2 separate regions of the Sus scrofa genome follow, and region 2 is linked to region 1. Evidence: chromatin contacts called from public HiChIP or PLAC-seq data. All regions are on one chromosome and are shown on one strand. The core of a region is the stretch at or near the end of the contact, and the rest is flanking DNA. Distances in the headings are between cores, read along the strand shown.

The links. HiChIP or PLAC-seq counts read pairs in DNA pulled down with a chosen protein or histone mark.
Region 2: a contact with region 1 is called in an H3K27ac HiChIP or PLAC-seq map of alveolar macrophages. The contact joins the promoter of ARID2 here to the promoter of ANO6 in region 1. A contact is called at or near these places in 2 of 5 promoter capture datasets (fetal skeletal muscle and liver), 11 of 47 Hi-C or Micro-C datasets (fetal heart ventricle, fetal skeletal muscle, heart right ventricle and 7 more) and 2 of 2 datasets of contacts at active chromatin or transcription factors (alveolar macrophages and skeletal muscle).

What each region holds. Positions count from the first base shown.
Region 1 is chr5:76,110,859-76,114,585 of Sscrofa11.1, reverse strand. It overlaps ANO6 (anoctamin-6), which reads right to left and starts at 2,158. Exons shown (of 22, transcript XM_005655713.3): 1 at 787-2,158. The coding sequence starts at 859. It overlaps LOC110260769 (a long non-coding RNA gene), which reads right to left and starts at 780. Exons shown (of 2, transcript XR_002344171.1): 1 at 1-780.
Region 2 is chr5:76,636,032-76,639,665 of Sscrofa11.1, reverse strand. It overlaps ARID2 (AT-rich interactive domain-containing protein 2), which reads right to left and starts at 2,281. Exons shown (of 22, transcript XM_021092987.1): 1 at 1,845-2,281; 2 at 1,637-1,730; 3 at 469-566. The coding sequence starts at 1,936.

The DNA.
Region 1 (3,727 bases), core at 909-3,408:
CACTACTTGTGAGCAATTTTAAACTAGAAATGGGGCGCCCCAGGCTTGCCCCTAGGCCCCTGGTCCTCTGGACTGTAGGAAAAGCCCAGCGATCCACCCTGCCCAAGGGCTTCCTCCTCCCATCACTTCCCCCGCGGGCCGGCGCAGCTGACGAAAAAAGGATCCCGGCCACAAATCAGTTCTCGGCCGCCCCTCCCAGCCCCAACCCTCTGACCCAAAGTCCCGCGTCCGCTGCCACCTTCGGAGGATTCTGGCGGGTCACACCCCGGCTCTCCCAACCCGGGCGCCCATCCCAACACCGCCCACGGCTCGCCGCCCGCGCCAGCTCTTCGGAATCCCCAGCGCCGGTTCGAGCCGGAGGAAATGACCCAAAAGTTGTTGTTCTCAGTCAAGACTTCCGCGCGCGCGGGGGGCGTCTCCCTGTCTCCCGCGACTGTTCAGGGACCGCGACCCTCGCAGGGTTTCTCTAAAGTGACCCGCGGACCCGCGCGTGCCCCGCCCCTCCTCTGCTTTCCCGGGGGCTGCCTGCCCGCCGCGAGCTGAGCAGGGAAGCAGCCGACCCGCGGAGCGCGGCGGCCGCATTGCGGCCCCGGGAGTGCGGCGCGCGGGCTTCCACCTCCCGGTGCTCCCGAGCCAGCTCCCCCGAGCGGCCGAGGGTTCCCGCCAACCTCCACCGCCAAGGGTGCGGCGCCCACGCGCGGTCCCGACTTCCTCCCGCGTCGGCTCGCGCTTTCGGGTGCGGACGCAGGGCCCCAAGTTGGCCCACCCTAAGGACCCCTAGCTCACCGATATCCCCATCCTCGTCGTCGTCGTCCTCCAGCTCCCTTTCAAGTAGAACGTCCCTGGTCATCATTTGCATGCCTCTCCCCGAAGGAGGCTCGGAACTTGGCGCGAAGTTGGGGGTTCCCGGGGTCCCGAACGACGGCGCTCTGGCGGGGCTGGCGCCCGGGCGAGGACGGCGGGGCGAGTCTCGTTTCGGACTCAGGAGCCTCGGTGCTCAGCCCGCGCTCCGGGAAGCCGAGACCAGGAGGCAGCCGACCCGAGCCCTGCGCCCAAGGCAACCTCTGGCCACCGAGCCGGGCCGGCCACTGAGCATGCCCAGTGAGCACCGAGGTTTGCTGCGGAATGATTGAACTTCCCAGGTTTACGAGGCTCTTAGAAGGAAGTCAGGAGAAGGGAGGGAGTAGCTGGCGTCCGCGTTGTGCACGCGAGTGAACTAGCCGAAGGGGGTGGCGAGAGCACGCGAGGGTGGGAGTGGACAGGGTTCTCGGTTGCCCCAAACGAGGCAGCTTTCTGTTCCAAGGTCATATATGGGCACGTCCTGGGGCTTGTTTGCTTTGACATCTATCTAAGAGGGGAAAGACGCAGCTGCAGCTCAAGGAAAGCACCCTGAAGGCGAGCACGTTTGGATGTGTTTAAAGGGAACGTGAAGCTAGTAGAGGATCTTAAAGTATCAATTACTCTGACTCTAGGTGGGGGGATGTGCCTTCCGGAGGGGAATGGGGAGAGGGAGATTACAGGGAAAAGAGGCCAAACTCGTAGATAATAAACAACGGAAGAAAAATGACCCAAAGAGCGAGATCTAAAAATGCTTGTTTACAAAAGGCAAGAGGATTTCCGCCTAAAGTGAGGTTAGGAGGAGGGAGAAGCGCCCCCTACCCCCGCACGCTGGAGCGCACAGGGAGTGGTCGGAAGATGATCACCCAGCATGCAGCGTATTGGGACTTTGAAAGCTTGAACCTTGGCGTCACATAAAGGCAAAGGAAGTGAGGACCTCCCCGATGGTTCGGTGTAAACTCTAAAGCAGTGTGGAAAACTATTATAAGCAGAAGAAATAAGGTGCTGAAATAACGTTGAGGCAGAGAGCGTAAGAATGCTTTCGTGAAGACCAAAGGGCTCAACATGACAAATACAAAGGGATTTCTGCTTTTAAGACACATGGGGTAGTTTGAACTGCAGATTCCTGGGTTTGTGCATCTGCAGAATTTTCTTCCAAGCAGCTGGTGAATTCAGGTGGGACGATTTTTGACTTCTCGAAAGGGCTGGAAGGTGTAACCAAATCCTTGTTGTATTCATTGTCCCCCTAACACTTATTGAAACTTTTTCCCATTTAAGTACCAGCATTATCATGATAATTAGAATAAACATTGAGCTAACACTAAATCTACTGTGCATCTTATTCTCCTATATACTTATTTCTGATGTTTTCATATGAAATTTCATATGAAATGAAACAGCCACAGCAAGCGGGATCCTTAACCCATTGAGCAAGGCCAGGGATCTAACCTGCATCCTCACGGAAACTAACTGAATTTGTTTCTGATGTGTCACAACAGGAACTCCCCATGTGAAAACATTTTCATATGAAACATTGAGCCCACCTGTGAGTGGCAGTGGGAAAACAGCTATGAATATGCATTATAAAACAGCAAATTAAGAAAATATCCAGAATTATTAAATTAGTGATTAACTGAAGCCCTCCTGCACAAATTAATTAATGCATAAAAAAATGAAAAAAAACCCACAAAAAAGAAAATATCCAGGAAACACTGTAATTACTTCTTAAAGAACCTTTTGAAAAAAATTATTTTTAATATAAAGAAAAGTCAATACAGTACTCTGAAGAGAAGAGGGGAAAAATAAAAGATGGGAAGGTAAAGAAAAAGTTGAGAAGTGGAAAAGATTTTTTTTTAATTCTGTCCCCAATGCTTATGGAGCCTACTAAAACAAATTCCAGAGGAATGTTGGTTACATGATTAGTTTTCATGATTTTCATTTGACAAATGCATATGGTAATTTTTATGTGTTAGGCACAATTCTAAATGTTTTACATGTGGTCATTTAATTCTCACAATGACCCTAGGAGTTGTTACCACACATTTACTCAGACACAGGGTGACTGAATAACTTGCCCCAAATCACACACACACAGTAAGTGGCAGAGTTGGGATTCAAACCCAAGCAGCTTATTCTAGAATCTGTGTTCCTAGCCACTTTCTAAACCTCTTCTAGAGACATTTCTAAATCTGTTTTTAAAAAATCACTTTGCACCCCATCAATTCTAAGCTCTTAAATTCTTATCAACTTCCTGCCATAGTCCTCTCACCAAATTGCCTGGTTCTTAGGGCCTAAGACTTTGCTCAAGATAAATTAGTTAGAAAATTCTTGTGTTTGCATTTGCAACAGGTTTCAATGAGTCATTTGAAGTTCTTCACAGATTTTAGAGTTTACATTTTTCTTGCTTGATAAATGTTGCAGAGAGACACTGCTGGCCTTATATGTACAGGTGACTGTTGCTAGAAGAGAAATGAATTATTTACTTTAGTTAGCTGTAAGTCTATTATTAGTAAATCCCATTCTTTCATTTAATCCATTTTATTTCCTGTAATGGATTATTTTTTTTCCACCTAAGACATGCTTCAAAAATAATCAATGTAATAGGCCTAGGTAAGAACCACACCCTTGACTCTGAAAAATTATTGTCTAGAGTTCCTGTCATGGCTCAGCCACAGTTAACAAACCTGACTGTCCTCCATGAGGTTGCAGGTTCGATCCCTGACCTTGCTCAGTGGGTTAAGGATCTGGCGTTGCCATGAGCTGTGGTGTGGGTCGCAGACATGACTCGGATCCCAAGTTGCTGTGACTCTGGCGTAGGCTGGCAGCTACAGCTCCGATTAGACCCCTAGCCTGGGACCCTCCATATGCCACAGGTGTGGCCCCCAAAAGA
Region 2 (3,634 bases), core at 1,032-3,531, 520 kb before region 1:
TTCCACACACATAAAAGTTTCATTTTTTAAAAATCTTAAAGTCAGAATTTAAAAGGGCAAAAGAGTTTCCAAAACAAAGAAAAAATTTCCCAAGGGATACAAAGTTTCATTAACTATCTTAACTCTTTTACTAAGCATCACCTTTCTGCCCCTCTGTGGATATCAAGCAATCAATAACAATGTCACAAAAGAATGTTTACCAAGAATGGGGGTGGGGTGTCACCTGTAATGATTCTGTATGAAAAATGTAAACAATCCTAAAATAGGAAAGGAAAACTTTCACCTTCCTACAACCTCACTTTATTGATATTTAATGTTTCTCAGGCTGAAATTAACAGACGTTTAGAAATTGGTGAGCAAGGCTTGCTTCTGGTTTGGGGCTTTCTTCTCTTTTTTTTTTTTCCTTAAAAAAATCTCCCCATAAGTCCCTTATTTCCAAACACTGTTGGAAGAGTCACTACTACTCACCGCAAGTAATACTGTTTTAAAGCAAAGGCAGCGTTAGAACAACTTCTGGGAAAGTTGAACTCTTCAACAATTTCTCCCCACTGATTCTTCTCAGAAACCTGTTAAAAACACAGCCACACTTGTCTGAGAGTGCACAATCCAAGAAAACTCTAACCTAACTATGAAATAAATACCCATTCTACAGAGATGTGGAGATACCTCAGGCATCAGTGGGTGATTCGGCTCGATCCGTAAGAGTAACTGAGCAAGGGCTGCTTGAATCACTGGGTTTTCACCCAAGAGCCCTGTATTTAACAGCACTTGTTTTGTTTGGGGGGCGGGGGGGGGTGTTGGTGGGTTTGTTTTGTTTTTGAAGCCCGGACAATAACCAATCGCAAGTCCCTCTGTCGCCCCCTTTTAAATCTCAACGCGGTCCGTTTACACTAAAAAAAAAAAGTTCAAAAGGATCAATACTGTTCCGGACAGCGACGTCCGCAGGTTCTGGGGGGGCCGGGGCCGGGGCCGATTCCGATCCCTCTCCCAGATCTATCCATCTCCATAGGCCCTTCTTTGAGGCCTACAGCTTCTGCCTAGCCTTGAAGCCTAAGATGGCTATTTGGAGACAGGTCCTGGTTTCTTTTGTTAGCTGTATAAACCGAGGGCGACGGGGCCGAGGCTGTGCCCCCGGCTGCCGGGATCATTTCGCAGCCGATTATCGATGTTAAACCTGCCCGCGCTAATTTTGAGTTGCACGAAAACTGCTCTCAGAGTCTGTGTGTCTCTGTGTCTCCGCCTGTGCTAGAGCGGCAGCGGCGGCAGAGCTGACTCGCGAGCGAGCGGGCGGGCGGGCGCGGGCGCGGGGCGGGCGCGGGGCTCGGGCGGGCGCCCCGCACGCCCGCACTCCCCGCTGCGGCGCTCAGACCCCGCCGGGCCGGCCGGGCACCGGGCAGGGCGCGAGCCGGCGCCGGGCCGCCCGCCCGCCGAGCCCCGCGCCCGCCGCGCGCACGCGAGCCACCAGGCCAAAAACAGCCCCGCCGCCGTCCGCCTCCGTGCCACCGGCTGGGAGCGAAAAGAACGCCTCTGGCCCCCGCGGGCCACCCCCCCAGCCCCGAGCGCCCACTCCGGGGTCAAAGGAGACTTTTTGGAGGAGGCCAGCGAGAGGGAAATACAAATTAAAACTTCCACTCACCTTCGCGAATCCGCCTAAAGTAGTGACTCTGGTGTAGAGACCGTGAAGATCCAGCTCCTTCCCACCCACCGCAGGGATTTTTTTAAAAGGCGACCTGCGGGAGAGAGAAAGCCCCGCACTTGTCAGCCGGGACCCCGCGCCGGCCCGGGCGGGAGAGCCCTGTTCGCCCCGGCTCGCCCCGGCGCTGCCCCCCCGGTTCTGCTCTCACCCTCTGCTGTGGTGGAACTGCCGCAGCTCGTCCAGGAAAGCGAGTCCCTTTCTCCGCTCGTCCGGAGGCGCCTTCCCCGTCGAGTTTGCCATTATTTTTTCAAAGGAGGTTTTTAAAAAACCCAGATCGGTGTTTTAAAAGCGCCCCCCGCTCCCTGCGCTTCCTACCAGAGCCCGGAGCCCATTCCTCGGCCGGCGGCGGCGGGGCTCAGTCATGGGCCGGCGGTGGCGGCGGCGGCGGCGGCGGCGGCGCAGGGAGGGAGGGAGGGAGGGGGAGGAGGAGGAGGAGGAGGGGAAGGAGGGAGCAGGAGGCCAGGGGGAGAGGAGGGAAGGAGGGAGGGGAATTTCTAAAAAAGTTTAAAGAAATCGGAGCGAAACTAGAGGGGCAGGCGACTGCCGGATCCGCGCGAAGCCGCGGGGCGAGCGCGGCCCCCACCCCTTCCTTCCCTCCCTCCCCGCGGCCCGGCTCTCGCCCGCCTCTCAGCGCCGCCGGCCCAGGCGGCTCGGCCCGGGGACGCGATTCAACATGGTGCTGCTGCCGGGGACGCGCGAACAGGCCAGGGGAAAGGCGAGCTGACGGTGAGGGGCCGGGGCGGCCGGAGGCCCGGGAGTTTCGGCAGCCGCGGCGGCGGCGACGGCGGCGGCGGCGGCGGGGCTGGGGCAGGCGGGGCTGGGGGTGGGGAGGGGGAGGTCTGTGTGGTGGTTTGTGGAAAGCGGGGTGACAGCGTGTATTCCGGCCGCAGCTCCGCTGGGCCCTCGCACACATTCACGCGCGGCCTCGCGGCCGGGGCGTCCCCGGGCAGAAGGCACCGGCGGCAGCCGAGCCGCTGCGCGCCACCCGCCTGCTTCCCTCCCCGCCAGCCTCCCTCTCTGCCGGCTCCAGCGCCGCCACAGCCGGGCAGCCAGCGCCGCACAGCGACCCCCGAGGGCCGGCCGCGGCACTGCGCCTGGCTCCACACCGCCCCGGCTGCTCCTCGCGGGGAACAATAGACTCGGCTCGCCGGGCTTAGGGTTCATCTGCAATGTGCCGCACATTTCACACGCACACAAAGCCGGCGGAAAGGGGGGAGGCGCGGGGAAACGGCCACTACCGGTTGTTCCAGGGTTAGGGGTGGAGGCGATGTTCGCGTCCCCGGCCCGGCTGTTGGAAGGGCCCATTGGAGTCCCCGCCCGCCCGACAGAACCTGTGTGGCGCTCGGGAGCGAAAGGAAGCCCAGAGGGGCAGCTCCTCACGCTCCGCATCTTTTCACTGATCAGAATAAAGTCAATCTGTCAATCTTTTTTTTTTTTTTTTTTTTTTTTTTAAGGTCTAAGAGAATCGGCTTTTCTGAGCCTTGTGCTGGTATTTGGGGGCCTGGTTAGCACATTTTCCATGAATTATCCACAAACTAACTTTAGCGAACTGTAAATGAAATACAATGTGAACTGTCCTAGTTCTGTAGAAATAGAGTCATGCTCTTAATTCATCTTCCCTTTGGCTTCACGTCTCAAACTAGATTATTCTGTGCTGAGTTATGCAAACAGTAATTAAACTGGTTGGGAAGCAATCTTTTGAACTTTGACGATAATAATTAACATTTGTTTTTATATTAAGGTATCTTAAAGATAGTGCGCTTTAAACCACTATTGACTAAAACCTTTAATTTTTGCTTTCTCTGAAATGTCTCACATGCGACCTTAGTTCCAAATATTTTTTCTTTGAAGCTCAAAAAAAAAAAAAAAAAAAAAAAAAGGCTGCTTAGATGGGAGACTCAACACCTCAACAAATACTACAAGTTTGCATCTACCAGC